Linked DNA regions of Bombyx mori: region 2 is linked to region 1. A link is a contact called in public Hi-C data. All regions are on one chromosome and are shown on one strand. Each heading gives the region's core, a stretch centred on a gene start, on an enhancer-like site or on the middle of the called end of the contact. The rest is flanking DNA. Distances are from core to core; before and after follow the strand shown. Region 1 holds the start of LOC101738600. Region 2 overlaps LOC101744498 (neurobeachin).

Region 1 (3,665 bases), core at 341-2,840:
AGTGATGATAAACTGGGAAAGTTGGCGTTGTTATCTGCAACACAGTCTATGACTACAGCAGATAACATCGTTTCAATATTTGTTATTATGATTAAAATTGTATGTTTTTGTAATAAATAAATAAATAAATAAAAATAAATAAATAAATAAATAAACAGGGAATGATAGAATCATCGCAACACATACCTACTACATTTCTGCAAATTTGTTGCTAACATATCCCAATCTGCAAGGCCTGTATATCACTTCGTTATTTAGTTTTTGTCGACAATTGCTGCCTTGTATCGGACTAGTGATTTTACAATATGTAAGACAACTCAGACTTTCAGGCAGTCTTTTTTATGTAGGTATTTTACATTTATAACGTATTTTTGGCCAAATTTTAGAGACGGCATCTAATTTGAATTAGTGATGGTGCGAAGAGGGATAAGATAAAAAAACGTCATTTAATTACACAAGCAGTGGAATAGTCCTTGTAATCGACATGAATTTCTGTAACCACGGATCTAAGCTGAACGTTGTACTTGTCTTTTCTACGATAAAAGAATCTTAGTCAGTTTCCTGCTTAATCAAAATAAATAAGCCAAGCTTTTTTTTTATTGCTTAGAGCGGTGGACGAGCTCACAGCCCACGTGGTGTTAAGTGGTTACTGGAACCCACAGACATCTACAACGTAAATGCTCCACTCACCTTGAGATATAAGCTCTAAGGTCTCCGGTATAGTTACAGCGGTTCTCCCACCCTTCAAACCGAAACGCATTACTGCTTCACGGCAGAAATAGGCAGGATGGTGGTACCTAACCCGGACGGACTCATAAGAGGTCCTACCACCAGTAAAACATACTATTATTATACTATTAATAATAATAAATTAAATAATACTATAAGTTGTTAGAAAAAGAACGTGAAAATCACCGACACGTCTTGATTTACAATTTAACATGCGATGCTCCGGACTGAAAATTAGAAACGTAAACAATATTCTCTTAGGTATACATATATACAAAACAAAACTGTAGCATTCGTTTAAAACTGAACATGACCTTCTGAATACCAGATACGATTTTACGACAAAGCTCTAAAAATACGGCTATCTGATGATTTACTGGCTCCGGTCACGCTCTGCGGTGGATATTAAATGTATACGACGGTGCAGAGGTCGCGAATGGATGGCCGGGGGTTGCCAACCGTTGGTTGACGTATAACGATTAATAATCTTCGATAAAATTAGATTCTAATTTATTGTAGTCGTATCTACCGTAGCAATAGTTCAGTGGTAAATACGTAAATTTTTCAAATTTGAAAAGTGCAATACAGAGTTTCGAATCTTAAATAGAATTTAACCAGCGAATACCGGGATGGATACGAATAATTGCGAGAATTATTTAAGCACCTAAGGATATTAGACTGTCCACTTGGAATCTTCATTGGAGATGAAAATACTGGTGACACCGCAGGGCAATGAACTACAAATTAAATATGTAAATATCCTCCAAATTATTTGTCAACCGTTAGCAACATAAAATGTTTACAAGACCATGAAAAAAAACCTTGTAGTTGACATGCGAAACCGCAGTAACTCAGTCCTTATTATGAAAAAAGTTAGCGACGAGGATTCAGTCGATTAGGAACCGCAAACAACTGCCAAAATGCGTAAAAAAAGATTGTCAAATTGTCAAATGTGATTTCTGATTGGTTTTGATGTCATTTTAATGTTTATTTATAAGTAGGTACATTGTTTGATACACGTGATTACAGTTTTAATTGAATATCTTAGGGATGTTAAATTTGATGTGAAAGATGTCGTTCTTAACAGAATATTTCGATGAATATCGTCAGCACCCGATTAAGAAAACGAAAATGTAAGTATCTATGTGTTATTATTATTAATTTTCCGTTTCGGTAGCTCAGCCGTTATACGTAATAATTAAACTCTCAGACACAGCCCACTGAGTTTCTCGCCGGATCTTCTCAGTGGGTCGCGTTTCCGATCCGGTGGTAGATTCTGCGAAGCACGGCTCTTGCTAGGGTTCGTGTTAGCAACGTCGTCAGGTTTGAGCCCCGTGAGCTCACCTACTAGTTACGGTTACGCTGGAATAGCCTCTCAAGGCTACCAGCTTAGGTAGGATTAAAAAAAATAAAAATAATTGAGTTTGGGACCTCATGTTTCAAGGTCGCCGACATTCGCATTGGCTCTTTACTACCATTTGAGCTGTGTTTGAAATTTGAATTTTGAAACTTGAATTGAATTACATATACCTTCATAGATTTTACAAAATATTAATAAATCACTGTTATTACACTTTTAAGCCTGAAGAAACAATAAATTATCAGAAAAAAAAACAATTCGTACAACTTCGCATCTCGCGTTCCCGCCAAATAGTCAAGGTTCGCATTCACGATGTGTTTTCTGTAGTGACCGCCAGCTGGTTTGCCTATCAAAGTTAATATCGTAATGTTGAAATATATTTCTTCATGCTAAGATGTCGCCCGGAGGAGAGATGGGCGAAATTGGAAGGGAATTGGATGGACCCGAGGGGCGGCACTCAGGATGTAAGACTACTTTATGATTACTTTATCATTTTGATTTAAAAATTAAACTTTAAAAAGTTTGTAATATAACTGCGGATTAATTTTTGAAATGTGTACTCTATGAAGGCGCGTCGCGTCGCAGTACCGTTTCAAAAAGCATCAATCCTAACGTTGGTGATATTCACGTTGTGCTGATGTCTATGGTCTCCGGTGGCCTTTTAATACCAGGTAGATAGTTAGACTTTGAAATTGCTATAAAAAAAAAGGATCCATTTGTGATTTGAGAGGACCTCCGCACTTCCTATGAATCTGGAGGCGCAGGGCACTTGCAAAAATTGGGCACCAGAGATAAAAGGGCTCGGAAAACTAAGGTAGCCACTCACCATCAGATGGACCGTATAACGGTAGGTAGCGGCTTGGCTCTGCCACTGGCATTGCTGATGTCCGTGAGCGACGGTAACCACTCACCATCAGGTGGGCTGTATGCTCGTCTGCCTATTAGGGCAATAAAAAAAAGAAGTACAACGTGTAACTTACTTATGTTCTGCTGAGTAATTAACGAGGAGTAATAAAGACTGTTCTTGTTCTACACAAAAAATAAATCCGTCAGATTTATAATTTGATTGGCGGATAATTACAAGATCTTTAGGTATAGTTTTCTCATGAGTATAAGCAAAGTTTATATATATTCTCTTAATAGTTTCGTCATTTTAAAGAGAGAATGGACGGATGAGGAAATCGAGAATTTCATAAAGACAACAATGAAGAGCCTTCGCGGACAATCCACTTATTACAATGATTACTGCGCGCACTTGTCGCCAGGTAACTGATTTCAATACATAAATATAGTTTAGTATTTCCTTCGTTTTTCGTAATCCGCAAATAAAATTAAAAACTATTTTTTACGGTTTAATCTGCCGCTTTTAATTGTTATTATTTCGATGGCGCTATTATTTCCTGATGGTTTTCACTCAGTTATCGTATTTGAGAAAATCTCTTTTTTTATTGCTTAAATAGGTGGACTAGCTCACAGCCCACCTGGTGTTAAGTGGTTACTGGAGCCCATAGACATCTACAATGCAAATGCCGCCACCCACTCTGAGACATAAGTTCTACGGTCTTAGTATAGTTAC
Region 2 (3,665 bases), core at 606-3,105, 270 kb before region 1:
GCAAGGGCCGTGCTTCGCAGAATCTACCACCGGAGGAGAAGGATGGAACGTTAAATTATGTGTCATATCGTAGCGGTAATTGAGGCCGTCAGCGCAAAAGTGCCCTAACCCACATTGTTTCATAATCATGCTTACATGTATATTGCAATTTATTTAAAATATAATAAATTTTGATGCAAATCCGGCCTATCCATAGTTTCACCCATACATAACAGATGGCTTTGTAAACATTATTTTTGCGTGTATTGTTTGTTTTTTTTCCTACTCAAATTCTGATTCATGAAAACTTAAACCTCCATTGCTCCATAATAACTATGATCAGATTAGACCACTTTTGCACTGACGGCCTCAATTATCATATAAGAATTATAGCATCAATCTGACGACAAGTTCTAAACTAAAATATTAAAATTGATACCCAGCCGAGTAATAATAGCTCTAACGCTCCGTGTAAGATCTCCCTTTTGTTGCCTGGTGGTAGGACCTCTAGTGAGTCCGCACGGGTAGGTACCACCACCACGCTGCCTATTTCTGCCATAAAGCAGCAATGCGTTTCGGTTTGAAGGGTGGGGCAGCCGTTGTGACTACACTGAGACCTTAGAACACAGATAACACAGATGGGGTTTATCTGTGCCTTAGAACTTATATCTCAAGGTGGGTGACGCGTTTACGTCGTAGATGTCTATGGGTCCCAGTAACCACTTAACACCAGGTGGCCTGTGAGCTCGTCCATCCATCTAAGCAATAATAATAAAATAATAAAAATTAAATTTTTTTTGTCCTTCGCTTCAGGTACTGAAATATTGTGAGCATCTACACGGGAAATGGTACTTCAGCGAGATACGAGCTATTTTCTCGAGACGCTACCTTCTCCAGAATGTCGCCGTCGAGCTGTTCCTCGCCAGCAGAAGTGAGTAAAAATATCTCTAATCTGTTAAAATCTGCCTTGCGTCTTAAGAAATTTTGGTTTTCTGAGGCGAACTTATCTAAGTGACATAGTATCAAGATTAGTTAGTTGAACAAGTTCGTATGAAAGTTCTTATTAGTTTGGTTGTCCATCAGATCCAATAATCTTTGCATTAGACGTCTTCAGCTCTAGCACTAGCAGGAGCAGGCTTAGGGACCCCGGTAACCGTACTCGTCGAACTCGACAAAGAGTTCGACGTGCAACCTAACCCATGCATCAGCCCGCTGAGTTTCTCGCCGGATCTTCTCAGCGGGTCGCAATTCCATTCCGGTAGTAGATTCATTCGCGAAGCAGCTGCTCTTGAGTTGTTAGGTCTCCTTCGGAGGCGCTCGGGCAGTTGTTAGCAAATACCACCCCTCCTGGCTGAGCCTTTGCTCGCCCACCTGTCGTGGTGAAACTGGAAAGGCCTCCGGTCCACCAATAACCCTTCAATCCAAAAAAAAAAAGTTTGAGCGGCGCCGCGGGTGTCCAAAATTGGATTCATATCCGCTCAGTTGAACAAGTGCCACTATTTGTGAAAAGCTTCCGAATATCTTGAAAATTCCTGCCCAAGTCGCCCGCGCTGAAGTGGGCTTTGAAATACATCATAGTCAAAAAATGATTTAAACAAACAAAATCTTAAACAAAGAAAATTTTATTTTTCAGCTTCAATATTCTTCGCATTTCCCGACCAAGCGACAGTCAAGAAAGTAATCAAAGCGCTACCCCGAGTTGGTGTCGGCATCAAGTATGGCATCCCGCAGACCAGGTAAGTGCCCCTATATATATAAATCCAACATTATAGATTACCTACCTAGGATGCTTTGATAAGCAGATAATTGTTCATCTAGTTTTAATGTTACTTTACGAAAATGAAACTTGAAACGAGCGCCATCTATTGAAAATATTCCAAAAGCCTACGATTTAATACCAACGTCGATGTGCTGCCATCTAGTAAAAATAATGTGATATGTCTCCAAATAAACCAATGGGCTTAATTAATAGAAACTGTCGATAGATGGCGTTACTAATTACAATCTGAACTCGCGCTGCTATAATCAGAATTTTATCAGTACATAAACTGAGCCAACAATCATTGTCATATACAAGTTTGTATGATTTTCTTTTGGTCGTCACGCGAATATTTCAGTTTTTGTTTTCCTAAAATATGAAATTATCGGATCAGCCGTCGCCAAATGGTGCGCTAACCAAAATTCGATTTTTCATTTTGAATTTTTGTATTTCTGTTTTGATTTTAAGTAATTTTCTACAAAACTAGGAACAGAACTGGAGAGTTAAATAAAAGTAACAATTTAAAGAAACACTAAATTTATTTCAGTCATCACAGTTGAATCACCATACACAATAATTAATAGAGCCTTAAATATATTAACTATTATTGTTTCATTATACCTAATATAATATTTACACATACGTTATGGTAACATACAGTATATAAATCACATTTGAATTGCACGCTGCTTTTCCGAACCCTATTAAATAATTAAACATTACACGAAAACAATCAAATCCCTAAAATGTAAACATCTAAAAAGTACACAAGCAACTTTATTTTGTACCTAAAAATAATTAAATTAAATCATCACCTCCTTATTAACTAAAACTTTGAATAGGAATGTTTAAACTTTCTCGTTTAAATCTACAATTAAAAATATTTGAACCTATAATAATACTGATCACAAAATTCACGATTAATAATTAAAATTACACAAAAAAAAACTACTTAATAAATATAACAACAACTAGTACACATAATTAATGTTTTAAATTCATTGGTAACTTATTAATTAAACTAATAAAAAACATCTAATTCGCTGCAATAAAATCTCAAATTATCAGGAGACCATAATTTCGAAGAAGTTAAAATAATTTCAAAATATAACTTCGTAACGTTAAATTGTCACCGAAGTCCGAGTACCAGGAGACCATAAATGCAAAGAGCTCAATCACAATGAATGTCCGCCATAATTTCGAAAAAGTAATAAAAATTCAAATATAACTCGTAACGTTAAGTTATCACCGAAGTCCAAATACCAGGAGACCATAAATGCAAAGAGCTCAATCACAATGAGTGTCCGTTTTATTCGACTCTTCTGGCTTCCAAAGCTTAAAGTCTTCGCTCTTTTCTAAAGAAACAGCGGCTCCAGCGCTGTGTCTCCTCTGCACTGGCCTGCCCTCGATACTGCATCCCTTATCGCTCTTGTAGCCGGCTTCAAGATCTTTCTCATTTTTGTTATCATCGTCGAACTGCCTCATGATTTCCGTGAGAGTCTTCCCTTTAGTCTCCGGCAGAAACAGGAAGCAGTATGCCGCTCCTATCATTGCACAGAACCCGAACAAATACAAAGTCCCGTTGCTCGTGAGTAAGTTCTCCAATTTAGGATACGTTTTTATGTTGAAGAAAATGAGGACGTAAGCGCAGCACGAAGTCGCCCCGGACATGACTCCTCTGATATCCTGAGGGTACAGTTCTCCGGACATGATCCAGGGCAGTTGGAGGAAGCCGACCATGCTGAAGGAAACGTGTAATAGCACACAGCCGAGCTTCACTAGCGGAGGTCCATTGAGACTGTCGCACACCGCGGCCCCCAGCATGGCGATGCCCAGCAGCAGTCCTGATACTGCTGCCAGGGTCTTCCTTCTGAAGCTGTTAATAAGACAAGCGCCGACTGCTCCCATGAAGACTCTCACACCTCCC

What was found. Hi-C and Micro-C count contacts between places; a contact is called where the count stands out from the background.
Region 2: a contact with region 1 is called in a Hi-C map of posterior silk gland, with 1.8 times the contacts expected there. The contact joins the enhancer-like site here to the promoter of LOC101738600 in region 1. A contact is called at or near these places in 2 of 7 Hi-C or Micro-C datasets (middle silk gland and posterior silk gland).

What each region holds. Positions count from the first base shown.
Region 1 is chr14:12,343,465-12,347,129 of ASM3026992v2, reverse strand. LOC101738600 reads left to right here and starts at 1,590. Exons shown (of 5, transcript XM_021346396.3): 1 at 1,590-1,862; 2 at 2,484-2,553; 3 at 3,233-3,354. The coding sequence starts at 1,826.
Region 2 is chr14:12,610,106-12,613,770 of ASM3026992v2, reverse strand. It overlaps LOC101744498 (neurobeachin), which reads left to right. Exons shown (of 53, transcript XM_062672222.1): 39 at 793-910; 40 at 1,613-1,715. LOC101744355 (facilitated trehalose transporter Tret1-2 homolog) reads right to left here. Exons shown (of 5, transcript XM_021346404.3): 5 at 2,259-3,665. The coding sequence ends at 3,026. Among protein-coding and RNA genes, the nearest start is that of LOC110384805, 36 kb to the left of the region's middle. Within about 2 kb of position 1,855, at least 8 of the 8 cell types and tissues checked have open chromatin away from gene starts, as enhancers often do.